Linked DNA regions of Salmo salar: region 2 is linked to region 1. The links are chromatin contacts, called in public Hi-C maps. All regions are on one chromosome and are shown on one strand. The core of a region is the stretch at or near the end of the contact, and the rest is flanking DNA. Distances in the headings are between cores, read along the strand shown.

Region 1 (4,703 bases), core at 928-3,427:
TTCCAAAGGTCTTCATCAGTGGCTTGTAGGCTATGCGTGGAAGCCAGGAGATGCTAAATGTTAATTAACAGTCAATTACCATGAGACCAGCAGTTATTTGCTTGACAATCACCGGCTGACAGAATGTCATGACCTCCACACACACACACACACACACACACAGAGACACACGCACACACACAGAGACACACACACACACACACACACACACACACACACACACACACACACACACACACACACACAGAGACAAACACACACACACACAGAGACAGACACACATGCACACACACACACACACACACACACACACACACACACACACACACACACACAAGCTTTGCCTATGCAAAGCTATGGATGCAGAGCTATGGAAAATCCTGCCAACAAATAGTCCTTCTCTGTCATGACAACAAGGCATTGCCTAAACAGTTTGCAAATACTAATAAAACCTTGAAAGAGTTTAGTGACAACTCCTTAACCCCTGCATCTTCAAGTCAGAATATTTCAAATCCTTTGCACTCCACAGTTTCAGTTTCCACAGAAATGCTTTGTTTGGGAACTATGAATTGAACATATTTTGTGTTACATTTTATTCAATTTTTCACTTTAGTTATTTAATAAATATTTTCTTAACTCTATTTCTTGAACTGCGTTGATGGTTAAGGGCTTGTAAGTAAGCATTTCACTGTAAGGTCTACACCTGTTGAATTCGGCGCATGTGACAAATAAAATCGGATTTGATTTGAGAAAGGATGACTGAGGCATAGGATAAAGGCAGAGTGACTATGTCTGACCTTGTATTCTTCATTGTGCCTGTTTGTGTTCTTACTTAACGGAGACAGTGTCAGTGGCAGTGAATGAGTCTTGTTTCATTGCGTGAAGGCTATCTTGCTCTTATTGGAGCCAGACTGGATTCCCATTTAATAAAGATGACCTCGTCTGTTTACCATGAGATTCAACTTCCTCTTTATGTGCACACATACACATGCGTCTTGCGCAGCCACACATACACGCACACATGTACACACACAGAAGCACGCACACACACACACACACACACACACACACACACACAGTTGTATGACAGGCTAATACAGATGGATGCATTGGGCAGGAGATTTATATTAGTTTATATCTATTTGCATCACATATATTTGCATCATCAATACATTTGCATCAGATGTACCCAGGGCTAAAATCAATAGATCCATATTTTCAACCCTCTTCAGGGTCCTAGATGTTCTGTTAGCTTCTGTAGAGCAAGGAGAGTGGTAGTAAACTAGCCTCCCCAGTGGTCGATGGCAGTATTGATTCTGTATGCAGAGAAAGAGAGGGAGGTGCAGGGGGGAGGTTGTTATTGATCGATGAGGTAATGCAAGGTGAATGATTCATGTCAGACTGGGAAAAGAGACACCAATCTCTGTCACCAGGGGATGGAGAGATGAGAGGGAGGAGAAAATGGGACAGAGGCAGGAGGAGAGAATTAGGTGCTATGGAAGTGGGGGTATGGAACTTGAGGGGGGAGAGACGTGGGGGTATGGAACTTGAGGGGGGAGAGACGTGGGGGTATGGAACTTGAGGGGGAGAGACGTGGGGGTATGGAACTTGAGGGGGGAGAGAAGTGGGGGTATGGAACTTGATTGGGGAGAGGTGGGGGTATGGAACTTGAGGGGGGAGAGACGTGGGGGTATGGAACTTGAGGGGGAGAGACGTGGGAGGTATGGAACTTGAGGGGGGAGAGAAGGGGGGGTATGGAACTTGAGGGGGGGAGAGAAGGGGGGTATGGAACTTGAGGGGGAGAGAAGGGGGGGGTATGGAACTTGAGGGGGGAGAGAAGGGGGGGGTATGGAACTTGAGGGGGGAGAGAAGTGGGGTGGTATGGAACTTGAGGGGTGCTGGATGGGAAAAGGAGATTGAAAATAGGGGTTATGAGTGTATATGAGAGAGGGAAAGGAGGGATATATAGAGGGGGATACTTACAGTATAACTGACATTCCATGGAGTGAGAGAGTGGGAGGGAGGTGGAAGGAAAATAGAGAAGTAAAAAGAGCGAACTAGAGGGGGAGGAGGGAGAGAGAAGGAGAGAGAGAGTGAGAGAGATGAAGTGCGTGTGTAGCCTGTAATGAATTACATACAGTGCTCTGTACTGCCACATCATATAATGAAACTACTTCCTGTCTGTAAGAGGGCACCTTGGGGGTTTGTGGTATATGTCCAATATACCACGGTTAAGGGCGTTGCATCGTGCCTAAGAACAGCCCTTATATAGTATATTGGCCATATACCACACCCCCTCGGCCTTATTGCTTAAATAGAGCACTGTGTCATTAACATGTAAAAGGATGTACTTTACCATCAGGGGGGTTATTTTTTCTCCCTGTCATCTTTTCTTTGACTTCCTCTCTCATGCACTCTCTTTCAGCTAAAGCCTGTTTTTTTTCTGTCTTGCTTTCTCTCTCCCTTCATCTGCTTTGGTATTTCTTTATAACACCAGAGAGTTATTTCTCCTTCTTTCTCTCTCTTGTTCTCTCTCCCACCTCTTCCATATCTCTTTCTATCTCTCTCTCTTTCACCTCCACTATGTCAGTTTGTCTGAGCTTGTCTGGTGTGTCTCTATCTACCCAGGGTACAGAGAGGGGTTTCTATGGAAACGGGGCCGAGACAACGGTCAGTTCCTCAGTCGGAAATTCATCCTGTCAGAAAGAGAGGGGGCGCTCAAGTACTTCAGCAAGCAGGAGGTAAGGCTGAAGTCAACACAAACGCTCTCGCACATGAATCCAGCTAACTTTATGCTACTAGCTCTCAAGTTAACCATATCAAGTTAACCATCTCCAGTTAACCATCTCCAGTTAACCATCTCCAGTTAACCATCTTGAGTTAACCATCTTGAGTTAAACATGAATACTTGTATAGCAGGCTATGTACAGTATACAGGCATGTGTCTACAAGGAAACTAAAAGAAATGCCTCAAAAGATGTCATGTTTGTGTTTACTGTAAACATACAGTATGTGTTATTCTAACAAGTTATATGTATAATGATTAAGAAGGGTGGGGTTAAATGTATTTATGTACTGTACAGTTTGTGTATCTCCCCCAGGCGCGGGACCCCAAGGCGGTGATGAAGATTGAGACTCTGAACGCTACGTTCCAGCCGGCTAAGATAGGCAACCCCTACGGCCTGCAGATCACCTACCTTAGAGACAACAGCACCAGGAACATCTTTGTCTACCACAGCGACTCTAAGGTGACGCGTATGGGTGACTGTGACAAAAGGGACTATGGGCAATATTTAGGTAGCCTGGTCCAAGATCTGCTTATGCCGGTATAGCCAATTCCTATGGTTTCGTGTAAACGCACTGAATTGTTAGAGACATTATGCATGAGGAATCAACATTTCAATGGTACACCCAGTATGCTGCTGTTCCTCATATCATGGAACACTGATTTAGCCTGTTCAACTAAATCTGATTGTACTATTTCAGTGTCTAGGTCTCTAATGGAGATGGGCTGTTCTGGATAACTGACTGAGAGTGGAAATGAAGATGTCTGTTTAATCAGTAGACATCAGTCTTCACAGTGACATACAGTTTTACTCATAATCCTGCCATGTAATCTGATCAGTGGAACTGTTTAGAGAAATGTGGAGGGAGTTGTTCACACAAAGGGCTGGCTGGCTGGCTTGCTGGCATGCACAGGCTGTTTTTCTCTGAGGGTTTACTGCTTAGCACACCAGATGATCATCTCTCTCAGTAGTGAGTCAGCCTTCTCTGTGGTCGTCACTAATTACCACAGTCACAAAGTAATAGACCCTGCCTATTTGTACAATTTATCTTCTCAGATTTTAAACCTGACCCTAACCTTAAACCCAACCCTAACCACACTGCTAACCATATGCCTAACCCTAACCTGAAATTAAAACCAAAAAGCTCATGTATGTTTTCATGAATTTTTACTATATAGACAATTTTGTGACTTTCATTCTCTGTGGGATGAAAGCCACAGAGCGTACAGCCCCCTCTGTTGGTCAATAGACACAATAGCAGGCTTGAACAGAACAGCAATAGTAAAGCTGCCATGTCATGATATTATCATAGCTGCAGGAGGTAGTTTGGGGATGGAGGTGCTGAATTTTTATTGCAGCAAATACAGGACGAGTAAAGGCCCAATGCACTACTTTTGTGAAAAAAATGTGTTTACCAGAATTTGTAACTTGAGTATGTTTTCCAGTTTCTTGAAATACTGCAAGTTATTTCTATGTGAACTGAAATAGTCTATTCATTCCTTTTGCATTTTAGTAGATGTTTTTATCCAGAGCAACTTACAATAGTAAGTGAATACATTTTCGTACTGGTCCTCTGTGGGAATCGAACCCATAACCCTGGTGCTGCAAGTGTTATGCTCTACCAACTGACCCACATGATGTCTCAGTGTACTCAATTACTGTATTGTGCATAGTTTTTCTTCGTGGTGATGGAAAGTCTACAGGTAGAAGCCTAGATGATCAGCCTATGTACAGTACAGTAATGTACATATATATTTAGTGGCTTGTAAGGACAGTAAATTAATACTGCAAAATATACTGCCTTTTTCTATGTTATTTGATATTCAAATTGATGTGAATGTTTTGTGTCTTTGCCCATAACCTTTCAACTTTTGATGTAAATGTTTGAGGACAGGGTTTTGTTCTTTCTGGATTCCA
Region 2 (4,556 bases), core at 1,916-4,415, 36 kb before region 1:
GGTAACAGATTGATGTTGAGATCAGTCTTTTCACTTTAAAATGTGTGCTAAACAAAAACTAATGTCTGCAAAGTTAAATCACACAACTCTATACATAAGGACGACTTAACAGCTTCCACAGAATATTTTATAAAAACTAAATTACTTGAATAACAGCGCAGACGCAAAGTTTGGTAACAGAACGACGGTACCAACAGCACAAACTGTTACCAAACTTTGCATCTGCACTGTTCAAGTAAATGTGTATTAGTAAAATATTTTGTGGAAATTGTTAAAAGAAGTCCTTGTGCATAGAGTTGTATGGTTTATTGTCCCCCACGATGTAATCGGGGAGGGGTATGTGGATCTGTCTCCATCCGTTAGGGGGCGCTATAGTAATCAACTCCACGTACGTACAGTGAGGGAAAATCTCAGCTCGTTACCTGTATAAAAGACACCAGGGAGACAGAAATCTTTCTGATTGAGAGGGGGTCAAATACTTATTTCCCTCATTAAAATGCAAATCAACTTATAACATTTTTGACATGCGTTTTTTAGGATTTTGTTGTTGTTTTCTGTCTCACTGTTAAAATAAACCTACCATTAAAATTATAGACTGATAATTTCTTTGTCAGTGGGCAAACGTACAAAATCAGCAGGGGATCAAATACTTTTTTCCCTCACTGTAAGTCCCACGAGATATTGCAGACAGTACAGGCCCAATTTTTACAACTTGGCTGAATTATGTGTTTTGCCATACAGATCTGGCATTTACTAAATTACACTGATTTGCCAGATGGTGGCACTATAATAAGAGATTGAAAATGCAAACTTTGAAAGGTCACGCCGCTCACCCCGTTTGACCTCAAGTCATGAAATTCAGTACATAGGTACCTCTCCTCACAAGTAACAAATCTGCCTCTATGCAGATTAATAATGGGTTTTCCACTTAAAAACACGCTACTCTTCTGGCACCAAATGACTGAGCTGCACAAAACTTGATATGTGGCATCTATGGATAAAGGTTCTCTCAACGCAATATTTTCCAGACTAGTACCTAAAACAACATGGCCACTATTGACCAATAATCATTCACGTGGGCATGGTCTGGCACATAAATGCATACAAATCAGTCAAGGATATTCATATTGTAACTAAATTTGGTACACATGTTGCAAACACTGTCAAGACTTAACATATGCAAGAACATTCATATCGATGAAATCAGGGAGGGGACTGTGGAAATCAGGAAGGGGACTGTGGATCTGTCTCTGTGTTAGTACGTTCGTCACACGCAATATCTCAGACAGTACTGGCCCGATTTGAATGAAACGTGGATGAATGACGCATCTTCGCTATAGAAATCAGTCAGTTCCAAAATTACACTGATTGGCCCAAGGTGGGAGCTAGTGTACAGTAATTAACTAAAACGTGTTAAATAACACACAATACCTCAATTGGCCCAAAGGTGCTGCATCATTCGTGGTGGACGACATGTTTACTGTTGCCTATTTTAAATTGTATTTGATCTCTGAGAAATTCAGCTAATAGCACTCGCCAGCTTGTAGCCAAAAAACAGAAATGAGAGACCTCTCGTTCGTTCAGCCATCCTTATGGGGAAAGAATAGGGTTTTGGGATAAAGGCCAAAAATATGGTCTGAGGTTAACACAGGCTTAGGAGACCTTATTCGTTTTGTTCTATGAGATAATACCAGTCAATTAACATGACCTTTATTAATTATGAAGCCTTAATGTGCTTTTTTTTTTTTATTAGATAAATGCATTAAATCCACAAAATGTAACCTTAACTAATGAAGATGATCTAATAGAACAAAATCTATAAGTTCTCCTAAGCCTGTGTTTACCACAGACCTTATTTTCACCATTTATCCAAAACCCCTACAAAAACTCCATTCATATGCCCATGGCGGAGTTAGTGCCTATTGCTCTCTAGTGTGGTGTGGGGGGTCCGTGAGTGGCTTTTGATAATTGGATTGAATTCCTCATGGCTTACTAATGTTTAGGAAGAAGTATGGTCAAAATCAGATGTTAGGTACTATACTTTTTGAAGATTATATGAATCCTATAAATTAAAATAGGTGCAATCAATCAGCATAATTTCTCAGAGATCAAATTATATTTCAACAAAATAATGTTTTTAGGAATGCTAATCTTAACCATTTCTAACTACTGAAACGATTTCAGAACAATCTGAGATGGTGGGTGTCGAAACCCTCTTTCTTGTGTTTTGAGGTGGAATAAATGTAGGGAGGATGGGCAATTTCATCTCGTTTCTTAGATGTAGGCCTACTTTATATCCTATTACCTACTTTAGAAGTGGAACAATGAAAAAATAAAATGATGGATTTGGTCTACTGCACTTAAGAGGCTTGACTCAACAATTCAGTCCCACTAAAGCCTACATCTTCACAAACAAGACAATTATTTATTTTTCAATGTAGTCCACATCATGTTCTAGATATGAATAAAGTCTCGTTTTACTTGATTAAAAGTCCAATCCTATTATGTTTAGCCTAGGTACATGATTGAAAGATAATATTTTATATTAAGTACCAATACTAGGAGCCGGACAACCTATTGCCATTGAACCAGGATTCAATCTCCCTTTAGGAACATATCATCATAAATGTAGAATTAAACTGCTGTGCGTTTGTCAGCACAGTATCTGAATGCTCAAGACCTATTAATGGCTCTTTGATAGCGAACGTTAGCTAGATAGCTGACAAACTAAATAGCTAGTTAGTTGGATAGCCAACGTCGTTATTTCACTAGCACAAAGCTAGTGGAATTGCTTTAGGTAGCTAAATATTCGGCAGGGAATATGATGACATTTGCGTAAAATACGTGTCATGTGAAACTAGCTAGCTAGCTGCATTATTAATTTGTTGACATGACAGAAGTCATTCGCTGGTAAACTAATAGAGCTTAACGTGGTTTACCTCCACCTAATTTGGGAATCCTTCCAATTTTGTTGGTTATTTCTGCTGTCAGGGTTCCAAAGTCCTGTTCATAGGCTTCAAAATCTGAAGACATAGTGAAGTTTGACTGTAAAACAGGTGTCTTCTTGGCTGAAAAGTAGCTGAAGATGTAGCAAAACAACGCTTTCTACGAAAGCGAGCCGTCACTTCCGTGTTGCGTTACAGAAAATGTTACCCGGTAAGAAAGCAGCAACTGTTAACTAATTCACTGGTTCTTCCAATGAAGTGTCAAAACTTTCTCCATGCGTGGACAGAAATAAAATACGTGTACAGAGAAATGAAAGACATCGCATTAACTACAGTTTATGCATTAGCTACACATTTATTTATAGCTTTATCACATTGAATAGAATAAACCATTTGTTTTTAAGAAGACATCGAACATTTATACTGAATAAAGAATGTTGCTACAATGTTAGAGGCATACACATTCATCATCTCTACTAATCGCACATTTTGTCTTTAATGTATCAAAATATGATACACAATATATACCTCCCAAAGACTTCTATTCCAATAAAATACAGCAGAGTGAGCTGTGCGTCTTTTGAAATGTCACATTCTCCGGCTCAACTTTGCAACGTCATCTCTCTGCGACTTGTAGCGGCAACCAGAACAAATATGTAAATGTCCCTTTTCAATCCACTTTAATCGTCGAATTAACGATTGTATATAGATGTATGATGTATGTTATGTTGTTGTTTTAGGAAACGCAGTTTGACTCAAGAGTATATTTCACCGATGTGTCGTTGAATTAGCAAAATAGAGGGTATCTAGATAAAGCTAGTTGTATGGGCACGTCTGCCCAAAAAAACATACAAATATGTTTTATTGTCACATACACCGGATAGGTGCAGGGAAATTTGTTTTTTTACAGGGTCAGCCATAGTAGTATGGCGCCCCTTTAGCAAATTAAGGTTACGTGCCTTGCTAAAGGGCACAGATTTGACTTGTCGGTTCAGAAAATTCGAACCAGATTCAGTCTACAACGTACCTACATAAGTAACGTTAGATCGTTTTTCCCGCCATGTCCCTAAATTATCACCTGACCGACATGAAGCAAGATAATGTTCTAGCACTGAAATGATGTAGCCAACAGGATATATTTGTCTCATAGATATGTAACGTTATGTGCCTTATAGTTTCACTAGCAAGCTCACAAACATACTGTATATGCAACATATTGCATCACAGACTGGAATTGTAGCTGAAGTCTGAATAGTTTCTACTTGTCCTCTAGCTAGATATAGACAGTCATTATATTATCAATCCACAGGGCGCCTTCTCCAGTGAGGAGAAAGGAGCATATGGATGACAAGGCAAAAGAGCGAGGGAAGGAGAAAACAGGTGCCACCAAGGAGGGAACTGAGAGGGGCAGGGAGAAGGAGAAGGGACGCAAGCGACGTAGCTCCACTGGGAGCAACAGGTCAGACACAATATGTGACGTCCTTTCTCATCTCTTGCTATCGCTGTACCCTTAGCATAGCATCTCTTGTTTTTATCAGACAACTTATCTCCGCAGTCACTGCTTTCTGATGCCCACAGTAAGCCCATCTTTCTGTCTTCACTCGGGTCTAA

What was found. A called contact is a pair of places that touch in the nucleus more often than the background predicts.
Region 2: a Hi-C map of blood shows a contact between it and region 1, with 3 times the contacts expected there. The contact joins the promoter of LOC106579024 here to the enhancer-like site in region 1. A contact is called at or near these places in 2 of 3 Hi-C or Micro-C datasets (blood and gill).

The regions. Positions count from the first base shown.
Region 1 is chrssa19:52,732,710-52,737,412 of Ssal_v3.1, reverse strand. LOC106579021 (arf-GAP with dual PH domain-containing protein 1) reads left to right here. Exons shown (of 10, transcript XM_014158422.2): 5 at 2,629-2,741; 6 at 3,084-3,248. Among protein-coding and RNA genes, the nearest start is that of sox8a, 16 kb to the right of the region's middle. Within about 2 kb of position 2,177, at least 3 of the 13 cell types and tissues checked have an H3K27ac peak or open chromatin away from gene starts, as enhancers often do.
Region 2 is chrssa19:52,769,645-52,774,200 of Ssal_v3.1, reverse strand. LOC106579024 (vesicle transport through interaction with t-SNAREs homolog 1A) reads right to left here and starts at 3,165. Exons shown (of 8, transcript XM_045702457.1): 1 at 2,940-3,165. The coding sequence starts at 3,033. LOC106579022 (RNA-binding protein with serine-rich domain 1) reads left to right here and starts at 3,449. Exons shown (of 7, transcript XM_014158424.2): 1 at 3,449-3,601; 2 at 4,255-4,404. The coding sequence starts at 3,456.